Linked DNA regions of Mus musculus: regions 2, 3 and 4 are each linked to region 1. The links are chromatin contacts, called in public Hi-C, HiChIP or PLAC-seq and Micro-C maps. All regions are on one chromosome and are shown on one strand. Each heading gives the region's core, a stretch centred on a gene start, on an enhancer-like site or on the middle of the called end of the contact. The rest is flanking DNA. Distances are from core to core; before and after follow the strand shown.

Region 1 (6,395 bases), core at 538-3,037:
CTGTCTGGTAGCCGTGCCTCTTACTGATGCATTGACAAGCACCGCATCACCACATTTCTTTGAGCGACTGTAAAATTTCCTGGTTCCTTGGGGGTGAATCACACTCTGTTCTGTTCCGCTGTGCGTCAGACATCAGCAGTTACTGTGGTGGGCAGAGAAGTGCCTCTTTCCCTACCTAAGAGGGAGCCAGAGGACAGGAAGGAAGCGTAGAGCTCTCTGCAAGCCTGTATATTGCTATATTTGTCCCCATAGGACACCGGATTGAGGCTGGCGGCAGGCAAGCCGGGCTGCACTGTTGAGCTGGGGCGGGGGGAGGGGGGCAGAGGCTGACCTAAGGAAGATGAACTCACTTTGCTTAGATGTTTTAGCAATGCTCAGTACAGGCAGTATTACGTTTGCCTTTCATTCAGGCCATGACATGTATTGCTAAGAACACTGCACATCTCATGATATCGCGGGTACACTGTTCGTGGTGGGGTGTGTCCATGTGTGTCCCGAATTTTAATTTTTTTCTGAATGTGATCATGCTTTGGATGATACCTGAGCAGGGTTGCCTTTTTTTTTTAATTTATTACCATTATATATTATATTATATATTATATATTTTCTTTCTTAAAATGTTAGAAGTCAAATCTTGGTATTAAAATTGCTTTAAAAAGGAGTATGTTGTCAAGGTGATAATGAGAATCACTGGTCTGCCTTTAATGAGTTTTTCTTTATCATGGAATAATGTGCCAGCTCTGATCAGCACAGTGGTTTTGTGTGCAGGCTGGGGAAGCAGCCAGGCTCCCGGTGAAGATGCGCAGTGCAAATACGGGGAGCACCACAGATGTAAAAATCAGCATCAGCAGTGGAACGGCACCCCTGGGGCTTCTGTGAATGGGGTTCATCTGCCTCATGGGAGACTCTGAAAGGGGGCAGACGTGATCTGTGAGAGTTTTTTTTAAAAGAAACTGCAAAAGATCTTTCCAAAGATGATGTGCCACAGATCTTTTGTTTTTCTCTGTAACAAGGACTAAGTGCTGTCTTAGAAAAGGTAATTGACTTGTTCATCTTCACAATCTTTCCTTTCCACAAGATCAAACTGTAGGGAAAAAAAAGGATATTTAATAAAAATTTAGAGAAATGATTGGAGTTGAGCCTGTGGCTTTTATTTTGTTCAAATGAGAGGATTCTTGTTTGTTGAGCCAGGGTCTTTCTGGAGCTGACCTCACAAGAGTGAAATGTGAACTGCCCTTCAAATATGCACTGGGGCTTTCTGTGAAACTCAGAGTTAAAACACGATTCTTTAGGATTGACTTCAAAACTGATGGGCAGACAGACCATCCATACTCTATGGGAGGAGTTGATGCTTGCCTTAGAAATACCAGGCTTGCTTTAGTAACCGAGCAGGCACTGGGTAAGTGGCATCCGAGGAGTCCGGGAGCTCTAGGCTTGTCCAGGGCGATGCTAGGGCCCCAGGGTCCTTATCAGTATTTATACCTGTATCTGAAGGCACACAGTCCGCACACACATGCACTGATCAGTGACACAGGCGCTTTGCCATGGTGTGTGACACCCTTCAAAGGACAAACTGCTTATTTCCTTCTCTCCTTTCCTGAGGCCACCTGCTCACCTGCACATGTCCTTTCCCCGGGGCCTAGGAGCCTGTGGCAGCTGACACTGGGTCTCCACATTCACACTGTCTAGGTCAACTTTAGGACACTACTACACTGTTGTGAAGAGACCCTGGTGCTCCCTGCACGTCTGCGATTCAGGACACTGGTGCAGATGCCTCTCCTGAAAGGGTGTGGCGGGTCTGAGGCAGCAGGGCAGTCTCCGCCCTTCCCTCTCCACAGGCTTCAGCCACTCCACCTGTGTAAACCCTTACACCACTAAGGCCTTGGGGCGGAAGGTGGATGAAATCAGGAGCAGCCTTTTAGTGTTGACTTTAATGAACCTCCAGAGATTAGAGAGGGCTCAGGGACAGTGAGTGGGATGGCTCAGTAGGTGACGACGGCACTTGCCACTAGGCCTGACAGCCTGAGTTCAGATCTCTGGGTTTCACATGGTGGAGAAAACACATAAGTGGTTCTGTTCCCCGCCCCCACCCCACCCAAATAAACTTTTTAATTAAAGCCACCAGCCTAGTTTCTGAGGTAATAATGTGGTGAAGAGAAAGAATATTTTAAACCTGGGCTCATGTTGTTCTTAGTATGCTAACAGACAGGAAATACAAATTTTAACCAGCCAGTTTTGAAGCTAGGCTTCTCCTTAGGGCTAGGTTTCCCAGATGTAATGTGTACAACTGGACACTAGATGGCAACCGTTTCTTTTGGTATTAACCACAGTGACCCTTCACACCATGTTGAAAGAATTTAACCAAAGGTAATGATGACACCAGAGGTTGAAAGGAATGTGCAGAACTAGAAAACTTTGTGTTTCTGTGGGAATATAATGATGTGGCCTCTTTGCACAACAGTGTAGTAGTGTCCTAAAGTTAAAACCCAGTTCAACCCCAGAAATTCTTAGAAGTGGGGGAGTTGGGGGGAGCATCAACATTCACAGAAAAGCTGGGCCGCTTCCTGGGTCAATGGGAGTGTCCAGCAGACAGGGCAGCCCCTGTCTGTTGCCTTGAGGACAGCGGCCAGTGTCTCACAAGGACTTTGAGAGCAAACTCTGTAGCACCACAGCAAGGAGACACAAGAACTCTGTGTCCCATCATGCCCCGCGCCTGTTTTGTTCTCTGGCCTTGAGCTTGTGCTCATGTTCACAAAATAAAAACCAGCAGGCAGAAAGCAAGAATAGCACTGTGAGGAAAAGTGAGCCACTGGATACTTGGATTATCAGCTACTAAAGGAGTGTGAGTGTGTGTGTGTGTGTGTGTGTGTGTGTGTCAGTATGAATGTGTGTATGTGTATATGTAAGAGTGTATGAATGGCTGTGTAGGGGTGTGTGTGAGTGTGTATATGTGTGTGTGTGTGTGTGTTAATGTATATGCATGTGCATATGTAAGAGTATGAATGTGTGTGTGTGTGTGTGTGTGTGTGTGTGTGTAGTGCCCCCCAAGCATTAAAGAAAAATCAAAGCATTCAGCAAAAAAAGCCAAGAGCAGGCAAGATGGCTCAGTGCGTGAAGACACCTCCTGTCAAGCCTGTGCCCATATGGCAGAGAAAGAACTGGTGCCTGCAAGCTGTCTTCTAATCTCCATGCCCCTGCTATATGCACATGCACACACACACACACACACACACACACACACACACAACACATTCCCTGGGAAAGGAAGAAAAGAGGGGAATAAAATAACATGGAATTGAAAGAACACCCGTGGCCCACAGCTGCAGTGCTCAGAAGAGAAAAGCCTAAATCTGTGTCACAAACTGTACTAACTGTGCTAGCAGGACACACTCAAGGAAAGCCATGTCTACACATACCATGAAACACTGCACCACGACAGAGGCAGACTTTAAAAAACTTCAGATGTGCAGGGGACAGGAAGAGCAGGGTCCACAGAGGTCCATTAGTGCTCAAGGGAAACAAGGCACCAACAGAGTGCAAGTTACTCCTGGGTTCCCACAAAAAGCGCGACCTAGAATGGGAGCTGGCAGGGTAGTAAGGGCAAACAAACAAGCCTGAAGCAAGATTCCACAGCAGCACACCACCAAAGTAACTTCAGGAAAAACAGAAAATGGTCTGGGTAGAAACATCTCACTTGCAAAAAAAGGTCCGGATCCAAGAAACTGTGCGAGGGAAGAAAGGGCACAAATGGCAGTGTAGGCACCCATGGAAGACATCCAGATCGACCATCGGGAAATGGGAATGGCTGGAGGGAAAGCAAGCCACTTTATAAGACCGGGGCATGGACAGTTTGGTGTGGTGCTGCATGCCTCTACAGCACTGGGGATGCTGAGTCAGGAGGATTGCAGCAGGTTTAAGGCTACCCTGAGCTACATAGTGAACTCAAGGCCAACCTAAGCTACATAGCAATGCCTTCTCAAAAAACCCAAATATTAAAAGTGGTTCTGGAACAATAGTGATGATATTGGCGATATTTCTGAATTCTTTTAACACCACATGCGGCAGAAGCATTGAAGATACAAAATCCTTTAAAGGCTCTCAGAACCACAGCATCCCACTGTGTGAACCGCGTTCAATGGACTGACTGACTCTCCAGACCAGGGAACGGAGCTCCAGGGCTCACAACAACTTGAGAAAACCGGTTGGAAATGGTACAGTTCTGCCTCATTCAACAGCAGGTGAGAACAAGAGAGGAGATCTGAAACAGCTCTTGGGCACCACAGATACTAAGTAACCAGCCTAAGACTGCGCATGCACCACTGATACTTAAGTAACCACCCTAAGACTGCGCATGCACCACTGATACTTAAGTAACCACCCTAAGACTGCGCATGCACCACTGATACTTAAGTAACCAGCCTAAGACTGCGCATGCACCACTGATACTTAAGTAACCAGCCTAAGACTGCGCATGCACCACTGATACTAAGTAACCACCCTAAGACTGCGCATGCACCACTGATACTTAAGTAACCAGCCTAAGACTGCGCATGCACCACTGATACTTAAGTAACCAGCCTAAGACTGCGCATGCACCACTGATACTTAAGTAACCAGCCTAAGACTGCGCATGCACCACTGATACTTAAGTAACCAGCCTAAGACTGCGCATGCACCACTGATACTTAAGTAACCAGCCTAAGACTGCGCATGCACCACTGATACTAAGTAACCACCCTAAGACTGCGCATGCACCACTGATACTTAAGTAACCAGCCTAAGACTGCGCATGCACCACTGATACTTAAGTAACCAGCCTAAGACTGCACAAGCACCACTGATACTTAAGTAACCAGCCTAAGACTGCGCACGCACCACTGATACTAAGTAACCACCCTAAGACTGCGCATGCACCACTGATACTTAAGTAACCAGCCTAAGACTGTGCATGCACCACTGATACTTAAGTAACCACCCTAAGACTGCGCATGCACCACTGATACTTAAGTAACCAGCCTAAGACTGCGCATGCACCACTGATACTTAAGTAACCAGCCTAAGACTGCTTAAACCTGGGCATGGTAATTCACCTTGTCCCTCAGCATTTGGGAGCCTGAGGCAGGATCACAACTAGGTCAGCTTCAACTACAGACATCTTGTCTCAATAAACAAGGGCTGAAGATGGGGCTCACTGGGAGAGTAAGAAAGGCCCTAGGACTGACCGCAGAATTGCAATCAAACAAACCCCAACTCATCATGAAATCCCAGGTGACAGAACCGAGAAGGGAAGCAGATATCTCAACATACACTGCTTAAAATAGATGATGACCAAAACCTCAGTGCACACACACACACACACGGAAGAGCAATACGAACAGCCAAAGAAAAGATCTTGCTAGTTTGCTATGGTAAACTAATGTTATACTAAACACTAGCCTGTCCATGAATTCTCATATTCTCTCTCTCTCTCTCTCCAAGGAAACCCTTGTATGTAATTAAAATTGCAGATATGTCAAAGTGAATGTTAACAAAAGCATTCCATGCAAAGCTTGTGTCAGCAAATGACAGTCTTTGTCTTGTCTCCTGTTACTATGAAGAAATACCCTGACCAGCACCGTGTACACACACAGACATAAATAAAGGAAACAGCATTTAGTGGGTAAGCAAAGGCGATGGCAACCTGTGTTGTTGGGGAGCCTCTCACACCTCCCTGGCCAGTACCTCTGAGGGAGGCATCTTATGCCTTGCATGGTCATTTCCATTTAGGAGCACAATTGTCCATCCATACAGGTAATTCCAAACTTTTCCAGTTATTTTTTTTTCCAGCTATATTTTAAAGTTCGCTGAGAAGTGGGTTTGCACAAGGACTTTTTCTTAGCTCCTTGGTTTTGGTTAATGCACCCACTCCTCCTCTCTCCCGTCTCTTGTCCAATCCTGCTTTATCTATTGACCTCCAATAACCCTCTTCTTCCTCTTCCCTCTTCTCTGTAGTCTACCATCTCTCAATTATAGTGTGTAATTGGCCTCTAGACTCCTACTCCTGTCACCGGGTTAGTTTTCCCCTCACTTCAGGTTCTTCCACGTCCGTGTGCCCCTCCCGGCTTAGGCATGGAAGGTGGGGGCAAGTGCTTCACTTGGCTTTCAGCCTGGCAACCCAGAGACAGACCTCACATTTTTCACTTATAACCTCACCATTTGAGCTGTCTCACACCGTAAGTGCTGTTTGCGCCTGAGGCCAGAGAGATGAGGCCCCATACAGTGTTCATTTCATTCTCGTGTTCCCTGTCCCCGTTTCTATACATCCACCACCAGTCAAGGTCCTTATCCCTCTGTCTGCACTCATCCCGCAAAGCGTCTTCCCTAGCCTCTAAGAGGCTGCCTATTCACCCCATGCA
Region 2 (6,687 bases), core at 1,526-4,025, 150 kb after region 1:
TGACACTAAGAACTTCTGCCCAGAAAAGTTACCAAGTAAAGACAGATGGTGGCTGAGGAATGGGACACAATCCTAGCTTGCTGTACATCCGACAGAAGACTAATATCTAGACGGTACAAAGAACTTAAAAAACTAAAATTTCAAGATACCAAGTCCATGCAATAAATGGGTTAAAGAAGAGATATTTCTGAAAAGATAGAAGTCAAATGGCCAATAAACATGAAAAAAATAATTGCTCAGTTTCAGCAGCCATCAGAGAGATGCACACCAGCTACACTGAGGTTCCCGCCTCCCCCAGTCGGATTGGCTGAGTTTCAAAAACAACTCAGAGCTCAGGTGAGGTCCTGTCAGTCATTCAGAATGCAAATTCAAGCTCCTCCTCTCCTCACACAGGCGCTGGTGAGAATGTACAGGAGAAGACAGACGCTTGGCATGGTGATCTACCATAAGACCCAGCTAGACTACTCCTAAGATGACACGTGGCAATGTTTATCACAGCTCTACTTACCGGAGCTAAGGGATAGAACCAACTTAGGCATCCAGCAACGTGTGTGTGTGTGTGTGTGTGTGTGTGTGTGTGTGTGTGTTAACGAAGGTATGGTATATGCACACTGAAATGTTCTCAGCCGTAAAGACCAAGTTGCAGTGTTTACAGGGAAATGTGAATTGAGCCAGTCTCAGAAAGACAAATGTGCTCTCACTCATCTGTGAGTCCCCAGGATGTAGATAGATGCATACAATTGTGTATGTGCATAAGGCACGATGAAAGTACAAGCAAGGGCCAGAGAGATGACTCAGGCAGTGAAGGGCTTGCTGTGCAGGTATGGTGATGTGAGTTCCATCCCTGGAACCCAGGAAAACTGTAAAAAGCCAGGAGAAGGGGAGAAGACAGAGACAGAGAGAGAGAGAGATAGACAGAGACAAACAGAGACACAAAGAGACAGATAGAGACAGAGACAGAGAGAGAGACAGAGACACAGAAAGACAGAGACACAGAGGTAGACAGAGACGACAGATAGAGACAGAGACAGACAGAGAGACACAGGAAATGTAAAGTGTCTGTTACAAATTCAAGTAGTAACAATGAATACATTATTCTTATGTATTTTTTAACATCCTGTAAAAATGTGTCAGCCGGGCAGTGGTGGCGCACACCTTTGATCCCAGCACTTGGGAGACAGAGGCAGGAGGATTTCTGAATTCGAGGACAGCCTGGTCTACAAAGTGAGTTCCAGGACAGCCAGGGCTACACAGAGAAACCCTGTCTCGAAAAACAAAACAAAACAAAACATGTGTCTATATTTATTAATAACATCACAAATTCCCTCTGTAAGGTAGACATCAGAGCTATGATTTTATTAGGAAACCTAGTTGATTTGACTCGATGCTATTGATTCTTATCAGCCATTTTCCTGTAAATATATACTTCAGGATTCTTAGCATCACACACAATTCTCTTAGTAACTAGAAGACAGGGAGGTTCTTTGATTTTCTGTGTTGGAATCCATTGACTGACAATGCAAGGTTTCCTTAGTAACTTCTAACCACACTGTAAATCACCATGATGAATTTTACATTTCTAGCTTTGTGGCAATCTGTTATTAGCGTAGACTGTAGAAGTGTACAAATTTTTGTAAAATGTTACTAGCTCACTATCACTTGCATATTGCTTTGTAAAAACTTAGTGGTTTCAAAATGATTAAAGAAACAAGACAGAGGTTCCTAGGTTAAAAAATTTTTTAAAAGAAAGAAAATATTATATATTATTTAATATAATACCATGAACAATGACTACACACCAATGGAAAAACTAAAGAGAAAAAATCTTATACTACTATCAGACTTCGATGGTTCATGGCTTAAGCGTGATCTTTTATCTCTACAATGGTTATACATTCTGTACACACTGTTTCAAATGTTACGTTTGGTCTTTTCCTGGCTGATATGGGTAGATTAAGTGTAGAAGGAGAGAGACCTAACACCTCACAGAACTTAATGGCCGTGGGGGAGCACTTGGGAAAACTTCATGCAGCCAATGGGACATGTAAAGGGGGTCTCAGGCACAGGAAGGGCTATTCGATATTTGCTTTAAAATTCTGAGGCTTCCTAGACAAGTAAGCAGATACCATGAGACTGACAAGCGCCCACAGCAGTTGTGTGAGCTAATGATTACTATGCATACAAAGACTCTCCACCTCGGGAGTTGGCGGTGTTTAAAAGGTAAACAGCAAGGAGCTGATACCCTCTGGTAAACTGTAAGCTGGTGCTGTCCTGCTGGAGGGGCACTGTGGCGGAACAGCCACACAGCATCACCGGAATCACCCCACGTGGCTTTTGACCAGGGATCCAGGCGCCCTCCTCCTCACCACTACCCTACCCCAACCAAGCAATGTAAATCATCGCTGGGGTTCAGGAGCCCAGATTTTGTCCCAAGCACTCCAGGAGACAAAAAATGTGTATGTGAGTCTGAAACTGCTGATCGGGGTTGAAGGAACAAAGGAAAGATTAACCAGTCGTTGTCGTTACCCTGTCATTCAGGTCTGCATTTACAGCTGTGACCTCCGGTCTTTCTCTCCTTGTTTCCCCACCTGTTTTCCCACAAGCATCAGGACCTGAAAGCATCAGGTATCAGGCGGTTCAGGGATTAATCTCTTTAGGAAGTCCACAGAGCGAAATCCCTGCAAGCACCTGTGCTCCCAGCTTACTCTGGTCTCACCCTGGGCCAGCTTACTTGGTGCTTGGGTTCTTGATGAAGCCGGTGTTTATGAAGTTGGGGCAGAGGCACGATGTTCGCACTCCTGTTCGTCCCAAGGCAGCCAGCTCATCAGTCAAGGCTCTGTGGAAGCCAACGGCAGCAAACTTGCTGGAGCTGAAAGGAAGGAGTTCACAAATGAATGCAAGAATAGTGGGGTGCTGCAGTTAGGTGAGCTCCTCCCACCAGCAGCGTGGGGGATGGGGGGAGCCCTGAATCACAGGCCTGGTGTAGCTTTGGCGGGCAGAGCTTCATTCCTAAGTACACGAAAACTTCAAGCACGCGGCACAGAACATTTCCTACGTGTTGAGTCCTTAACCAGGTGGATTTCTGTGCACTGAAGAGAAGACCTGAAACCTACGGAGTGTTTGCTTTGATTGTTGCTGTTTCCAGAAAATCCAGCGTCGCCGTAATCTGTTTATTAGTTATTCTAAAATGGTGGTGGAATGCAAGCGGAAGTTCTTCTGTACACATCCGTTCTTCTCTAAGTCACAGCTTAGTTCCTCAGAGTCCTATCTTACCCCCAACCCCACCTTCATTACACAATACTCTTAAGTTTTCTCGGATAGAATATTTCAGATTTGTAATGCATGCGTGTGCCTGTGGGTGTGTGGGTGTGTCAGTGTGTGGTGGGGGTGTAGTATGTATGTATTTGGGTAAAGATAAGATTTTAAGATTGGTGTTTTCCATTAATGCCTTCATTTTATTTTTGGAGACAGGGTCTCTCACTGAACCTGAAGCTTGCCCACTGGCTACGCTGCCTGGCCAGGAAGCCCCAGGGATAGTTCTTTCTCTGCCCTGAGATTGCTGGGTCATAGGCATATGTTGCTAGGTTTGGGGGGATTTGAACTCAGTCCCTATGTGTGGCCAGCCCAGCACTTTACTGACTGACTAACCCCCGAGCTCTTTGCTTACACTTTTATTATAATCTCTATGACTCTCCTGGGCACAAATGAGTTTCCAAGGCCTTGCCCAGGGCTTGCCTCTTAGCGGGCACTCAGTAAATATTTGTCATAAATGAATCACAGTGCAAAGCAATTCTTACAAAAGCCTCTTCACTTGGAAGTATTCTGAAACTACTCTAGATGAACTTTTATTTTTCTAGGTAGCTAAATTTAAAAAGAGCTTTATTGAAATATTAAGTCATATTAACTCAGTTCACCTTCTGAAGGTATATAATTCAGTCATTTGCTGGTATTTTACATTACTAACTAAAAAAAAGTCATAAGATACATGTAACATAAAATCTGTCACTCGAGTGTATAGTCTGGTGATATTAATTACCAGATAGTTTTATGTTTCTAAATCTTTATGAATTAGAAATTAGATAAAGTGTCTATACATTCTTGCCAATCTCATTGTACTCTAAAAAACATAAAATTGTGGAAAGTATTCTTTTCTATATATAGATATGTTTGTTTGAGATGGGGTTTCTCTGTGTAGCCCTGGCTGTCTGGAATTCACTCTGTAGACCAGAGATCTTCCTGCTTCTGCCTCCAGAGTGCCAGAATTAAAGGTGTGTGCCCCGCCCGGCTCTTTTTCATTTTTTTAAGCTTAGAAATACATTGAAGCTGTAAATGAAATATTATTGGTTTCAATAATAGCATGGAAAGTTTCTGTACACTGACAAACATCAGAAACTAAAGTGATGGCATCTAAAATCATTGGCGTAGGACAGAACCTGCTCACGGTTAATCAGATGGTTCATTTTTATTTAAGCCTCCCAACGATTCTAAGATGTAGGTTATTATGAGTGTTGTTTACTGAAACAGGAATTGAGGTTCGAAAAGCAAAGTAAAGTTTGGTAGACTAAAGGAAAGTAGAAGAAAGCCCACAAGATAAATGCCAACAGAGACAGACATAAAAACATGCTCACTTGTTAACACACATAGTAGCATTTTCCTCTAATATGTAATGGTCAAATAACATGAAAATTGGTATTTTCTCAGTTTGTCTTTCAACATACAGGCAGATTTCATCATATATAACTGAGCATAGCAACCTTTAAAGTCTGGATCTGAACTTTTTTAAAAAGTGAGATAAAACAAAACTAAAAACTAACTACGGCTTCCTGTTTTCCAGAGCCCGGGTTACACTGTTCATTTCTGGAAGACAGTTTGACAAGAGCATGAAGTTCGTTAAAGTGGAGTCAAATTCACCATGCCCTACTCTGTGATTGAGAGTCATGTGCAAATGTTTGCACCAAGAAACTGTCAACTGGGCTTCCAGATATTAATGTTGGGGGAAATCTCATGAAAGTAAATAGTGGAGAACATTTAAAATGGCTGTGACGGGCAGCATTAGATCTCCCTGTTCTGGTCACACCACAGTCACCAAGCTGCCAAATCCAGTGATTAGATCCAAGTTGGTTGAGATCCCAGAGCCTAGAACTTGCTTGTGTGAAGGCGCTTTGGGGGAAATGATGGTCTTGCTGAACTTGAGGTTTAAAGAGGTGAGTTGACCTGCTGGAGGCTAATCCTTACCAAGGGAGGGAAGAAGCCAGCCAAAGACTCGCCCTGAGCCCTACCTGGGTCTGGAGGTTTGTATTCCTAATAACTGAGGGAATCATGCAAAAGTCTCAATAATTGAGTAGTGACATACATAGTCTCATGTCACAGGAACTGAAAATGATGCTGGCATATATTATTAATATGTACAGCTTAATAGTTTTAGATTCAAAATACAAGACTATAATGTAGTTGGGTTTTGTAGGTTTTCTGTTTGTTTTAAGACAAAGTTTCACTATGCCCTGTATGTTGGCCTTGAACTTTTGATGCAGCCCAGGCTGGTCTTGAACTTGTGATCTTCCTGTCTTTGTGTCACTATACATGATAACTATAGGTTTTCTTTCTTCCTCTCTTTTATTCTCCCACTCTTTACCCTCCCCCTCTCTTTAAACTTAGGACCTTATACACACTTGGCAAGTACTCTATGACTCTGGCCCTTGTTTTTGAAAGTATCTATACAGCCTAGACAGGCTCTGAACTCATACAGCCTGATTTTCTTGCTTGTAGCTCCCACGTCCTGAGATTACAGGTGTGTACCACCCACCATGGCAACGACTCACTATGGATTATTTCTTACAAGTATGGCTATGTGTCCAAAAAAGTTGTCCCAAAAGTTGTACCAAATGTTTAACATGCTAATTTGTGGTTGGTGAGATTATCAATAATTTTTGTTTTTTACTAAATTCTATTTTCTGATTTTTTTTTTGTTTTTTGTTTTTTTTTTTTTTGTGAATCAAAATGAAAAAAAACAAAACAAAACAAAACAAAGCCACTCAGAGTTTACAGTCTCAAGTGTCTAAGGGAGGAAAGGCATGATTACAAGCATCAGGGCTTAGCTCTGAGCCATCAATAATGCATCGGTGTGGCTGTAAGGAATGGTATTTCCCCTTGGAGTCTGTCAGCCTGAGCCCAGACTTGGATTTTCTACTTCATGTTTCTTCTGTCTTCCACCCCTGTCTCTTGTATGAGTCCGCGCCTGCCTGAAGGCTGAGAACTGTCCTTGTTTCTATCTTCTGACAGTGTGTGACTGTGTGTGTCTGTCTCTAACAAAGGACTTTGCTCTGTATTCATTGAACAGCACAGAAAATACCCCATGGGGAAGGGAACGAGGCTGTTACAGAAACTTTTACAGAAAAAAGGTTACAGAAATCTTTAACAGTTTTACAAGGGATGAGGTCACTGGCTCCAACTGGTGCAGATAACAGACATTACTGTTAATTAATCAGTATCTGTAAGTGGATGCTTTCAACCTTTATGGTAGGTTTTAGGACGTTGCTTTCAACAAATGATGCGTATGCCTCACTCTGGGCCAAGGGCGTGGAAGAGGGAGATAAAAGCCTGCAGCTGTGCATTGGCTTTGCTTGTGCAAGGTGATTCCATGGGAAATCCAAGGCAAGTAAGGTTGGCTGTCACACTGTTCTGTTAAAG
Region 3 (6,749 bases), core at 3,172-5,671, 190 kb after region 1:
TGAAGAAGCAGACATGGGGAGGTTAAACAGTTTGCTCAAATTACATAATCAAAATGAAAAATACCACGGGAGTAATTTTTTGAAATATTCTAGATGTGTTTTTAAAATATTTTTGTATCTTATTGCCAGATGCACTCTGTCCATTGAAATAATAGTTGCAGTGTTTCAGAGGAAAGAAAGATATGAGTTAGAACAAAGGCTTGACTGTCAAGTGGGATTTTCAAGTCTCTAGCACAAAATTAATCTTGAAAGCCAAGCTTTGTTAAGTGAAAGTTTAAAAAAATTCTTTCATTGCCCATGAACTCACCAAAACCCAGAACCTGTGGGTGCGAAGCTAAAGAACACAGTAGGTAAGAGGAAAGTCTTCTTCGTCATGGGGCAGAGAGGGAAGCGTCTGACCTGGTACATGATGTCAGAGGGGAAGTGGGAGTAAGTGATACACCAAGAAAACAGTCACTGTCCCCAGGAGGCCCATGTTCAAGCCTGGTCCCCAGACTGCACTGCTACTGAGATGGCGGAACCTCAGGGAGGCAGACCTGTTGGAAGGATGGTTTGGCCATTGCCCTTCAAGGGGTAGTAGAGCCTTGTCCCCAGCCCCTTCTTCTCTCAAATCCTAGCCATGAAGTGAAACTTGATTGTACTCTGCACACAGCGTGCTGCCTGGGCACAAGCCCAAGAGCAACAGGGCCAACCAGCCATGGGAAACCCTGTGCCAGACTAACCCTTCCCATGTGTTCATGTATCTCATTGAGCTCATGGAAAGCTGAATACCAGGTTCTCAGTCCTACCATGATAAATTCTGTTTATCCATTTTAAACTTTTTTCTTGACTGCATCTCACTATTTAGCCCTAACTGGCTTTAAACACAGATCTGCCTGCCTCTGCTTCTGCCGGGATTAAAAGCAACACTACCATTCCCAGCCACTTCTCTATGTTGTGAAGACTAAATCTGTCGTGTGGGGTCTTAATGGCTTTTAGAGCATGAGGATCTAGAAAAACTTCACTAAATGTTTCACTCTCATGTCAGAATTTCTCTCTCTTCCCCCCTGCCTCTTTGTGTGTGTGTGTGTGTGTGTGTGTGTGTGTGTATGTAATCCATGATTTAGCCAAGTAGAAATTTGTTTTCTTTTCTCTTGGCAGGTTGTCCAGGCCTGAGGCAAATATTCCAGGACCCATTAAACTCTCAATTTCCTTCTTATACCCTACTTGGCACAGCTTCTGACAGGGTAGTCAGATAGCTGCTCCATTTTTAGGTGAGCTGACCCCTTCCCAGCAGGGATAAGCATGGACATAGAAAGTACTTGTGAAGCAAGTCAGACCCTCTCTCTCACCAGGGAAACAGCAGGTCCTCACAAGATCACAAGATCCACACAAATAGCTTACACCTTAATCTCACTGACCGCAGAGGGCCATGTGGCCCCTTAGCCGCAGGGAGTGTAGGAGAGATTACTTTCTACTGTAGGCATTCTCCACAGGAACCACAGCTGGGAAGCAGCTGCTGGTGTCCACCCTGGCTTCCCTCTTTTAACTTCTGATTACAATGGTTCACTGTGTCCACCCTCCTCTTTAGAAGGCAAGCATTCCTACCCCAGAGCAGGTGACTTACAGCCCTCTTAGATGGACTGTTCTTGTCCCAGTTTGTCCAGTGGCTAGTAGCTTCATATCCTTCCATCTATGCCAACCATTACTGCCTCAGGAAAGCCTCAGACACTTCTTTTACAATGGAAAGTGACTTCTTCCTCAACCAGTAACTTTCCTCCACAGGAGATTATCTATTCCTTCATAGGGCCTCCCACCCCCCCACCCCCCTGCCCTTCTCCTCCAGCCCTTCCTTCTCCTTTCTTGAGGCAGCATAGCCTCTGAATCCTGCTTTGTGGTCAAGGATGATCTTGAGTTTCTGATCTCTTAAGATGTCCACCAGGCATCTCCAGGGCTTTGTGCATGATGAGGAAGCTCCATGCTCAGTCACTGAGCACTCCCCCTAGTCTGATGTTACTACTTGCTTATCATTCATTTATTTCCCTTTAGTAGAGAGCAGCGCTTTGTGATACAGGGTCTCTCTATGTAGCGCTGGTTTTTCTGGAACTCTCCATGTAGATCAGGCTGGCCTCAGACTTGGAGAGATATATCTATCTCCGCCTCTGGAGTGCTGGAATTAAGGGTGTGCACCACCATGCCCAGTTTGGTATTTATTTTTTAAATACAAAAATTTTTGAGACAAAGTTTTGTATGTAGCCAGGCTGGCTTTGAACTTCTGATCCTTCTGCCCCAGCTTCCAGAGAGCTGGAATTTACATTCATAAACTACTAGGGTCTGCTTTCAAATGCACATTGAACTGATATTCCTAGAAAAATGTCACAACTACATTAATATTCTATAGGGTTGATTAACTGATTAGAAATCAATGACTGTGAAGAGTTGGAATGTTGCAGGTCTAGAGTCAAAATATCTAAATAGCTATTTACTGCCTTCCTTGTGACTATTATATAAATCCCATTTTAATGCATAAACAGACTCTATCCCAAAGAAGATCAGATAACATCTGAGGTCTTTATCAGAGATTTCACTAATTTGCTGCAACTTGGGCTTACCTGATGTTTCCACTCATGTATTTAAAATGTCTTAATTTAGGATTTTGTTCTATTGCTATTGCTATTGAAACTTTATAACATGATATCTGGGGTAACCAAAATCTGTGTTCCTGGGACCAGAGGAATTCATATTTTGCTCCAGAAGAAACTAAGATCCTTTAAGGTGTGAACTATGCTTTTTTATATCAACAATACTTTAAGAAAAATGCTATCTGAAAGAGCTGCCAAAGACAATGCCTGGGCTACAGAGACAGCTCAGCAGTTAAGAGCACTGGCTTGCTTCTCTTCCAGAGGACCTGGGTTCAAATCCTAGCACCTATATGGTAGTGCACAGTCGCCTGTAACTCCAGTCTTGAGGAATCTAAAGTTCTCTTCTGGACTATACGGGCACTAAAGACTTGGGGTGCACAGATACTCAGGCAAAACCCCTGTCCATCCACATAAGTAAGTAAATCTTAAAACAAAACAAAACAAAACCAAACCAAAACCACTAGCCTGTTTGAGGATACTAGTTAAAGTCACAAGGAAAGATTTTTATTGGCTACTGCTGCCGTAGGAAAGCCTACATTATGAACTGGGTTCTAGTTTCATTAAAAAAAAAAACCAAAATAAAAAAAAAAGAATAGGGATCTTGAAGGCCGGGGAATGGTGCTGAAGGATCTAAGGTGTTCGTGTGTGTGTGTGTGTGTGTAGAAACAAACGTGTTTCTTATGACAGGAGCAGTGGAGCAAGCTGAAAACAACCATCTCTGGAAGGGGCTGGAGCCCAAGGTGATTTATCTTCCTGAGTGCTCGCTCACACCTCAACGACATGTCTACCACATCTCCAGGAAACTGTGGGGTGGTAGGCTTATGCCCCAAAGTGCAGAGAAAGAAAATATAATCTTTACTTTGCTCCAGGGATCTGCCTATCTGTCACCAGGTTTGGGCAGGGGTGGGGAGGAAATTTCCCATACTTTTAGTTTTTCTAAGCGGGCATTTTAAGGGGTGTAGTATAGTCACGAAGGCAACGCCCTGAAGTGTTACTGTGCAGTCCTTTTTTCTTGCTGTCCCATCCCAAGAGTGCTGTGGATTTCAGGATACTGTTAGTATTTGATTGGCCTGGCTTTAAGAGCCAACGCCATACGGTGTGTTTTGCAAGGCCCAAAGTTGATGATAGGCTTAGAATATGTCTCATCAACAATTAAACGAATGAAACCTGGAGTGCAAGCCGCGATGCACGCCTGGCTTTACCACTTTCAATCTGGCTAACTTTAGTCCTTCGTTCGTTATTATCCAGACCGCGTGCCACTTTCACAGCTTGTCTGTAAGTTTTGGCTTTGGGGTTCGAAAGTGGGAAACCGAGGCCGGCTTTCCTTTTGGACAAGAGGTTTATCAGAGTCACCAACACCACGGACAGCACCGTGAAGGGGGCTCTGGGGAGCCCAGGCTGCGTTCCAGGGTTGGGGGATTCCCTCCTTAAGGGTTAGGGGTCACGTGACTGGCCTGATCACGTGACCGGCGGGACGCCCACATTTTGTTGTTCACAGGCGGTCTCTGAATCCGGTATGCGGGCAAGTTTCGAAAAGCAAGTTACTTGGCTTCTGGAAACCAAACCAAGGTGTTTCAAGACTCGTCACTGACTCATCCTACGTCTTCTCAAACCTCGCATGGCTCACGTGACTCCTCCGTACGGCCCTCCTCTCCTGGAAGCACGTGGTCGCCCCTGACCCTCCTTCCGCTCAGCCTCAGGGTTCTGGGTCTCCGCGTCCTGCCGCGCCGCGGCACTCCAGTTCGCCTGCGCAGACGGAGAGGCCTGGCACACAGGTTAGTTTGCGGCGTGGCCGTAAAGCGCGGTCGCGCGTCGGGTACGTCGTGGGGCTGCTGGCGCCGCCGGCCAGCGGCGCTGGGGGAGCGCGGCCGGGTCCTAGTGCCCGCTGGCTGCAGGTTCGGGGCTCAAGGCGGGGCTCCGGGCGAGGCCGGCCACCTCCGAACCCTCGCGGGCCGCGCGCCAGGCGCCAGGCGCCGATGGCCGGCCGCTCCCTGGGGCAGGCGGTAGCCACCGTGTCGCTCTCGGTGGCCCTCGCGTCAGTGACTGTCCGGTCCTCAGCCTGCCGCGCCGTCCCCGCACCCAGGTACCCCGATTCTAGGACGGGCTGCGGTTCCGAGACCTCGGGTGGACCTGCGATCCCCTCCTTCCTTTTCCAGAGGTTATGTAGGCTGTGCTGAAGTACTGGATTTTGGGAAGCCAATAGCAAGGACCCTTCTCGATCTCTGACTTTTTAATTTGCCCATCCAGATAAGGCGCCAACGCTAATTCATAGATCACCAGAGTTTGAAGAGCATTTATGGTGTGTTGCTCCGTGCTAGAGGTGATACCGAGTCCATATAATGGAATATACTGTTAATATATACTGTTAATCTGAGTAGCAGACAGTGTTTTCTGTGCGCTGGAAGGCGCTGATTATTGGCTTTTGGGTAGACTGGAGATGAAGTGTGCGCACAAGTGCCTCAGTACTGGGAACCTCGTTCTTTCCCTTCTCTCCTGGGCGAGGTGGCCGCAACTTTATTTCCTAGTGACTTGGAAAGTTTGTAAGTTTGGTTCTGTTAAGTTCTCTGACACCAGTGTCTTCCTTAAAACACATACCACCCACGCCTCAAGCTTGACTTTTATCTAGGAGGCAAACTCACCAAGCTTTCGGTTCCGAAGAGGAAAGAGGTTAGTTCCCTGGCAATTTGGGCTCCGTGTGAGACCGAGTTTGGAATTTCTGTGGGCTTCCCAAACAGGAGTGACATATTCCTTCACCTCATTGAAAATAGAATTACTTCTGCTGTGGTTTGTAGGCCCCACGGTGCCATCCCCTTTCTGCTTTCCTGACAGTGCTTAAAACCCCTCAATCAGAGTGTCCTCTTTCTGCTGGTGTGGGTTAACACCCTTTATACACCTTCTTCAGTGGGGCTTGCTGAGGGGAGAACTTCCTGCTCTCTGGAAGTCACTAATGGCATTTTTGTTGGTTGTTACCAGAACAACGAAAAGCTCATTGGTGATTTCTAGCACGACAGGGAAAGGAACACTTAAAGAAGTATATCCAGAACTGAAACTGCTTATTCCAAAGAAAAACCCAAAGCTAAGTCAACAAGTGTTTGTTGAGTGCCTGCTGGTCTAGACAGATGATTGTAAAACATCTGTCGAGAAACAAAAGACGTGTAACTTCAAGAGTTTTGTGACTACAGTTTTCTTTAGGAGCTTGGCCCCTCATCCACTGATCACCTTCCATGCCCATGTTTATGTAGGTAGCACTAATTAGACTATCTTAAAAGGCTATCTAAAAGGAAACAGAAGGAGCCAGAAGAGGGGGCTGGAGAGATAGCTCAGCAGTTAAGAGCTCGAATGGACTGGAAGATGATCCCTGTTCATTCTTGGTTGCCAGGTCAGGTGTAAACTCCTGCTCCATTGTCAGCTCTGCGCCCCTGTGCAGGACCCATGCATGAACACACACATGTAATCAAAAATAAAATATAAAAATGTAGGAGAACATGACTGATGGGGTGGAAAGCTGGGAGGAGTTGGGAGGCGGATATGATCAAAATACGTTTATGTGTATGTATTCACTCCTATCTCCAGTGTGATACACCTATATGTATAGAATTTTCTAAAAATAAGTGAATAAAAACATATTAAAAACAATTTTGTGACTAACAATGGAGGGAAATCCAGGGCACAGGAGTTAGAATTTTGTAGTTAGAATTTGTGATTTACGTAGTTTCAAAGATCTTTATTAGTAAAACCTGGAAAGTCAGGTTTCCGTTTCTCAACAGGTTTTGTCAGTGACATAAGTTTGTTCATGTGCTCACATGTAACATGTGTGACCCAAAAATTAAGCTGAGGTGCAACAGGAAATATTAGAATTATTTCCAAAGCAAGGATTTGTGTGGGTCAGTTGAGTGGGCAGTATTGCCAGCACTTAGGAGAGTGACTTGCAGGCGTACACTTACCTCTTATAAATTATGGTATTGAAGATTTTCTTCAGTTCATAGCAGCATGCAGCTATTGGATTCCTTTCCTTTCCTCTCCCTTCTTTTCTTCTCTCTCTCTCTCTTTCTTTCTTTCTTTCTTTCTTCTTTTTTTTTTTTTTTGTTTGTTTGTTTGTTTTTCAAGACAGGGTTTCTCTGTGTAGCC
Region 4 (6,434 bases), core at 2,033-4,532, 130 kb before region 1:
CCTTACAACGGCAACCAAAAGAGGAAGCAATTGAAGCTACTTGATTTTTCTTTTCTGTGTTTTTTGAGACAAGGTTTCACTTTGTAACTTTGGCCAGCCTGGAACTGACTATGTGGATCAAGCTGTCATGGAACTCAGAATTTCCCCTGACTCCCATATACTGGGATTAAAGGTGTGTACTACCACGCCTGGCCCTCAGAAGCACTTGAAATGCTTTAAACTTGCTTGCATCTTGACTTAAGCAAGTGAAGTGGCTGAAGTTCACACAGGCACTAGGTCTGTGTCAGCTCCTGCTTTGAAGCCCTTCTCTAGAACACGGATCCTGATTATTGTGGGGTGAGGGCGTTGTCTGCTCGGGGACTTCTATGTCAGGTATGTTCCTCATTGAGTATCTGTTTGCTTCTTTGTGGGGGCCTTGACTTCCAGTCTGAACAGAGGTGATTATCAGGTGGGCGCTGCCAGCCAGGGTCGGGATTTGGTTGGCGTCCTCTAGAACAGGGTAATCTTACTTGGGGAGTTTGGAGGGATGCCACAAATCACCCTGCATATACACAGGGCAGCTCCCAGTCCCAGCTTCTGGCTCCCTTTACATGTTCATGCCCCAAGGCTAAGATTTTCATGCCTGTTTCCTGAATGGACGTTAAAAGCCGAGTGAGAGTCAAGATGAAAATAGTTGCTTCAAACTGTCAGTTGTCCTTGCAGTATTTTTTTCTTTGTTTTGATGGTGCTGGTGTTGGACCCCAGGGTCTTAAGCATCCTACTCAGACCTTCACGACTGAACCCCACTCTCAACTGGGTATACTTTTAGAAGTGTATATTTGCCCACTGGATCGTCCAGTGGGTAAAGGTGCCTGCTGCTTGCTGGCCTGGGTTTGTTTACCAGAACTCATATAAGTGAGAGAACTTGTTCCTATAAGCCGCCGACCTCTGGTTTCCATGTGTGTAGTAGTGTGCGCAAGCATGCACACACAAAAGGTAAACATTTCAAAGCATATATTTAATTATGTTATTAATTTTTGAGGCATGGTCTTGCTAGAAGTCCAGACTGGCATCAAGCTCGCTCTCCTGCCTCCATCTCCTGAACACTGGGATTGCGCTTGTGCACCAGGGTGACTGCCTAAAGATCTACAATCAGATTTTTTTGTTTTTGTTTTTGTTTTTTGGAACAGGGTCTCACGCTGCAGCCCCAATTAGCCTTGAATTCCATTTGTATATCAGGTTGTTCTTGAACTCACTAAGATAGCTACCTTTGGAATTAAAGGTGTGTGCTACCAACCCCTGATTTCTAAAAAAAATGGTGTGCTCTAATTTAAAACGTTTACTTTTTAAAAATCCTGTTGGGCGTGGTATAGAATGCCTTTAATTCCAGTGTTTATGAGTCAGAGGGTAGAGGATCTTTGAGTTTAAGACCAGCTTGGGGTATTATGATTCTAGGACTGCTTGGACAACTGAGAGACCCTGTCTCAAAAACAAATGATCAATGAAAGTCCTCCTGCTGGGTGCTTTCCTTTCTGTTGTATCCGAGCTGACTTCTTATCTACTTTAGAATTCTTTAAACATTTAAAATTCCTTAAAAGAAAGTTACACAGGTAAGGTTGGTGAAAGGGGTTTTGGGTACCTTGTGATATCCACGAGGGAGCATAATGCATTCTTTACGCCTTACCTTGTAGAATCACTGTCTTGCCCTAAGGGGGGAATACTTGAAGGACCTGTAAGGTTAGACCCCCGGGGCTTTCTGGGAAAGCATAAAAACCAGAGAAAGTTGTTCCAGATGGGTTGCTGGTAGCAAGAGGTTTTCCCCTCTGGGTGGGGTTGGGGAAAGGGCCATTCTAGGCAGACCAAACTGGAATGCACTGGGGTATGCTGGAGACTTCTCCCCCAGAGAGATCTTAAAGAGACTTCTCCCACAACTTCGATAAATAATTGGAGGCAGAAGCAATGAATTTTTTTTCTGACAGTTGGCTCTTACTGGGGGCTGGGCTTTGTTTGCAAGTGAAAGGGTTTCAATCGGAGTCGTTGAAATCACAATGGGGCCCGACCCTTCCACATCAAAGTGTAAAAGAATCCCTTGGGCTGATAAATGCGGGCTGCTCCACTCTTACTAGTAAACAAAGCTGTTGGATGGCCTTTAGGATTTTGTTGTGTTTTTTAATTAAAAGAAAACGGGGTTTCCTAGTGGTGAAAGCTGCCTGCTCCTGAAGGTTGGCTGTTCTTCCTGGAAGAACAACCTTTGTTAAAGTTGTTGGCAGACTGCAGTTACCTACGGATGCACACTGGTTCTCAACTCCTGGGAAGATGTCCCCTGCACAGGGTGGCCCTGCAGGGGTCCTTTTTGTCCTTAGTAAGACTAAGCCGAGTGGGATTTCTGAGTCCTGCTGTCCTTGGAAGATTGAGAGCTAAGATCATTTCTCTCCCCACCTAACCCCAACACCAGAAGATACACTCACATGCAAGGCACAGAGCTGAGCTCTAAAGAAAACTGTCACTATGTAAAAAGTGATCCAAAGGCAGCTGTAAAGTGTTCACTCAAAGACAGTAGATGGTGTTTTGATGTAGTTACAGGACTTTGTATGCGGTCAAAACCTTTAGCTTGTAGCTGAAAATATAGTTAGTATTTGGAACCATTTACTGTGCACAAAGCAACAGCACCAAGGTCACATTTTATGCTACTAACTGGGCCCTGAAGGCTAGGGATAACTCTCTGTAAAGTACACTGTCCCTCCTTAGGCTCCTCCAGCCTAGCCCTGCAGGACTCAAAGCTGGAGGTCAGAACATGTCTTTTGTGACTGCACAGCGCTGAGCGCGGGGCTAGCCCAGCACTGATCTCTTGAGAACTTTAAGGCTTTCTTCGATTTGCAAATACTTGGTAATAGACCTCTATCTGTGTCTATTAGCTGGAAGATTGGGGAAGGGAAAAGAGGTCACAGCTGGGCTGGCAGGGGAAAACACAGTCCAGCTGAAGTGTGCTCAACTATATTCAAGCCCTCCTCATCCACCTGAGAGGAAGAGTGGGTAACACCAGCTAGTTAGATATGCATGTCATTAGCTATGCACACCCAGTAGTGTTTAGAGCATTAGTGCCACAGGATAAAACAACTTTTCTTTGTAACAGGCTTCGGCTAAAACTGAGGACAAGTGCTGTACCACCGACCACTGTCTTGAGCCACTAATATTTACTCGAGAACTACTAATATTTAATGGGCACAGCCAGGCTCTGTGCTATATTTCTTAAACATCCCTCCCTTCTACCATCCCCCACCCCCCATGTTTCTTTCTTCCTCTTTTTTGCAGGGTTTCATTCTAGCTCTGACTGACCCCGGGGAGATAATATTTTCATTTCAATCTTACAACTCCTAATAGATTTACAATTTTGAAAACAGTAAACGAACAAATTAGCTGATTAATCTGTGGCAGACAGTCAAACTACCTTTCTAATTTTTATTGATAGATTTTGAAAAAGGATCTCACTCTAGCCCTAGAACTCACCAGCAATCCTCCTGCCTCAGTCTTCCAAGTGCTGGGATTAGAGGCATGAACCACCCACCATGCCTGGTTTAAGGTCTGTTGTTATTGGGCCCCTGAGACCTCAACTCAAGCCCAACTACACATTAGCTATTTAGGAACTAGGAACAGGAGAGAGGGAAACACTATGTGCCCTGGCTTGCCTCGGAGAGATTTGTGCTGGATCTTTCTGGAGCCAGCTGTCTTTTCTGACACTGTTAACTAGATAGCAGGTTGTTCCTAAGGGATCCACTTAGCAGGGCTACCACAGTTAGAGGTACCTTTCTTGCTGAAGGCACAAAGCTGATTACACGGGAGGGAGCTCAGGCGGCTAGCCATATGTCGGGAAAAGATTTGTTAGTATAAAATATAAGGGAGGAGGTGGCTCTTCTGCCTAGACTCTCCCAGAGCTGTACAGCTACACACACACACACACACACACACACACACAGAGAGAGAGAGAGAGAGAGAGAGAGAGAGAGAGTTTCACACTCATGAGGTGGTGTTTCCTAGAGTTATTGGGTCTGTGCAGCCCCACACAGGTGCCAGGTGGTGGCCTTGCAGCTCAATCAGTGTCCCAACGGTTACGCTTTGCAGCTGCTTCTCTTTAAGACTGTCAACATCCGGCAGAGACTTATTTAACTCTGGTGGCCTCTTGATGCCTGAGATAGAAAATCTCCTTAAGAATGGAGTACTGGGGCTGGTGAGATGGCTCAGTGGGTAAGAGCACCCGACTGCTCTTCCAAAGGTCTGGAGTTCAAATCCCAGCAACCACATGGTGGCTCACAACCACCCGTAATGAGTTCTGATGCCCTCTTCTGGTGTGTCTGAAGACAGCTACAGTGTACTTACATATAATAAATAAATAAATAATAAATCTTTAAAAAAAAAAAAAAAAAAAAAAAAGAATGGAGTACTGACTTCCGAGTGGGAACTAGTGTTTCAGAGGCAAGGGTGCAGAACAGGGCAAAAAATTACATTTAAAATTTTTCCCCCACTGGGCTGTGGTGGTGCTAGCCTGGTCTACAAAGTGAGTTCCAGTACAGCCAGGGCTACACAGAGAAATCCTGTCTTGAAATTCCTCCCCCGAGATGTGAAAAGCTGGCAGCATTATCCCCTCTAAATTGTTCCTTTATTTGTACAGTAAAAATAGGGTTAAATGTATGTGTGTGTGTGTGGGGGGGGGGGGCTTTAAATCCCAGCAGATTGAGGCCAACCAGGTCTGCATAGTAAGTTCCAGGACATCCAGAGCTTAGCCTTTCCCATGGCCCAGGTTTGCCTTGTTATCCCCACTGAAAAGTTCCTTTTGTACTTCAGCAAAATGTATGGAGAGAGGTAAGATCCATAAGGCAGGCTGGAGCGATGGCTCAGCGGTTAAGAGCACGGACTGCTCTTCCAAAGTTCCTCAGTTCAAATCCTAGCAACCACACGGTGGCTCACAACCATCCATAATGAGATCTGACGCCCTCTTCTGGTGTGTCTGAAGACAGCTACAGTGTACTTACATATAATAATAATAAAGGAATTTGTAAAAAAAAAAACCCAAAAGATCCTTTAAGGCCCAACCCATAAAACTAAGAGTGATTAGTTTATTATATTTTTTCCTTTTGTGGATAGGGTTCCATGTGTCCTATACTAACCTAACTCACCAAGGTTGCTGAAGCTAGTCTTGAACTCCTGACCTGCTGTGGTGCCCCTCCCAGGTGCTGATGTTAAAGGCATGTGAGGCTCTGCACCTGACTGTGCAGTACTAGGCAAGCGATGTACCAGCTGAGCTAGGCTGCCCTCTTTGCCCTGCAGTCCTTTTATCCCTCTGCATGTAGGTTAGCAGTGACTCCCTGCTCTCTCTCCACCCTCCCTTTTCCTTGTCAGGAGGACATCATTAAACTAGGGCAGTTCTGAGCCACATCACACCCATGATTCACTTTGAGTAATATAGAGGTCCTAGGGTCCCTGGACCTCAGTCTCCTCTTTTGTGAAGACTTATCCTCCACCAGCTCTGTTGCCTAGCGATACAACTCACACAAGCCCATGTAAAGGCTTCTGCCTTCAAGTCCCATGCCTTAGCACACGCTGTCTCTTTCATCCCTGCTAGCCCTTCTGCTCTTTCATCTGTAATCACTATCAGGAAATTGTAGGGCTTTTTAGGAATATAAAGGAGGGACACCCCGTTGCACAACTGGCCAGCCATCAGGGTAGGCTTCTTGGAGGTAGGTTTAGAATTGATGTTGGGGGCTGGAGAGACGGCACATTGACTGAGAGGATGTGCAAGTCTTGAAAAGAATGAGAACTGATTTCCCAGCACAGAAGTACCAGCTCTCAGAAGATCCAATGTCTCTGGGCTCCATGGCACCTATATGTCTGTAAGCAAACTCACCCCCACCTGCAAATATATACTGGGAAGAAGAGTTCTCTGTATGTAGCGCGGCTTCATAGATTAAGTTGGCCTCAAACAGACAGAGATCTGCCTGCCCCTGCTTCCTAAATTCTGGGGTTAAAGGCCTAGCAACATGCATCATATCTTAAGTTTTTTTTTTTTTTTTTTTTTTTTTCCGGGGTGGGCGGCAATATTTAGGAGTCCAAAAAAAAAAAAAAAAAAAAAAAAAAAAAAAAAAAAGTGGTAACTTGAAGTGGTAGTAGTAGTGGTGGTGGTCTAGGTAAAGAAACTATATTTATATTCCATAAATTATTTTATAGAAATAAGAAAAGGGAAGAAAGGTGGAGACAACAGCATCTTCACCCCTGCACCCTCAACCTCTCCCTGTCGTCCCCCCCCCACCTCCACACCCCCCACCCCCGACTGTAAAGACCCTTCTAAGGACCAGAGTGAGGCTCACTGGAGCCTGATCTCTGGAGCATCTTTAGGAAGTGGCCAAGTGAGCTGTGCAGGGCATGTGGTGTTATAAGTAGCAGAAAGACAAGCTTTGGAGAAA

The links. Hi-C and Micro-C count contacts between places; a contact is called where the count stands out from the background. HiChIP or PLAC-seq counts read pairs in DNA pulled down with a chosen protein or histone mark.
Region 2: a Micro-C map of embryonic stem cells shows a contact between it and region 1, with 2.5 times the contacts expected there. The contact joins two enhancer-like sites. A contact is called at or near these places in 13 of 484 Hi-C or Micro-C datasets (the G1E-ER4 cell line, the N1E-115 cell line, Sertoli cells and 6 more).
Region 3: a Hi-C map of cerebral cortex shows a contact between it and region 1, with 3 times the contacts expected there. The contact joins the promoter of Nudt9 here to the enhancer-like site in region 1. A contact is called at or near these places in 10 of 39 promoter capture datasets (the 3T3-L1 cell line, the C10 cell line, embryonic stem cells and 5 more), 27 of 484 Hi-C or Micro-C datasets (the CH12 cell line, the G1E-ER4 cell line, the N1E-115 cell line and 16 more), 2 of 115 datasets of contacts at active chromatin or transcription factors (both in embryonic stem cells) and 1 of 9 other capture datasets (embryonic stem cells).
Region 4: an H3K27ac HiChIP or PLAC-seq map of embryonic stem cells shows a contact between it and region 1, with 11 read pairs. The contact joins two enhancer-like sites. A contact is called at or near these places in 1 of 15 datasets of contacts at CTCF or cohesin (CD8 T cells) and 5 of 115 datasets of contacts at active chromatin or transcription factors (double positive thymocytes, embryonic stem cells, extraembryonic endoderm stem cells and 1 more).

The regions. Positions count from the first base shown.
Region 1 is chr5:103,854,189-103,860,583 of GRCm38.p6, forward strand. It overlaps Aff1 (AF4/FMR2 family, member 1), which reads left to right. Exons shown (of 20, transcript NM_133919.4): 20 at 1-1,134. Among named protein-coding and RNA genes, the nearest start is that of Gm42139, 28 kb to the right of the region's middle. Within about 2 kb of position 1,788, at least 119 of the 459 cell types and tissues checked have an H3K27ac peak or open chromatin away from gene starts, as enhancers often do. A contact at or near this core is called in the CH12 cell line, Sertoli cells, cerebellum and 8 more, where this site is marked.
Region 2 is chr5:104,000,441-104,007,127 of GRCm38.p6, forward strand. It overlaps Hsd17b11 (hydroxysteroid (17-beta) dehydrogenase 11), which reads right to left. Exons shown (of 7, transcript NM_053262.3): 5 at 2,732-2,869. Among named protein-coding and RNA genes, the nearest start is that of Hsd17b11, 18 kb to the right of the region's middle. Within about 2 kb of position 2,776, at least 41 of the 459 cell types and tissues checked have an H3K27ac peak or open chromatin away from gene starts, as enhancers often do. A contact at or near this core is called in embryonic stem cells, where this site is marked.
Region 3 is chr5:104,042,443-104,049,191 of GRCm38.p6, forward strand. Nudt9 (nudix (nucleoside diphosphate linked moiety X)-type motif 9) reads left to right here and starts at 4,422. Exons shown (of 8, transcript NM_028794.4): 1 at 4,422-4,704. The coding sequence starts at 4,598. Mir5619 (microRNA 5619) reads left to right here and starts at 5,561; the gene lies at 5,561-5,621.
Region 4 is chr5:103,722,694-103,729,127 of GRCm38.p6, forward strand. It overlaps a transcript of Aff1 not described here. Among named protein-coding and RNA genes, the nearest start is that of Aff1, 28 kb to the right of the region's middle. Within about 2 kb of position 3,283, at least 84 of the 459 cell types and tissues checked have an H3K27ac peak or open chromatin away from gene starts, as enhancers often do. A contact at or near this core is called in embryonic stem cells, where this site is marked.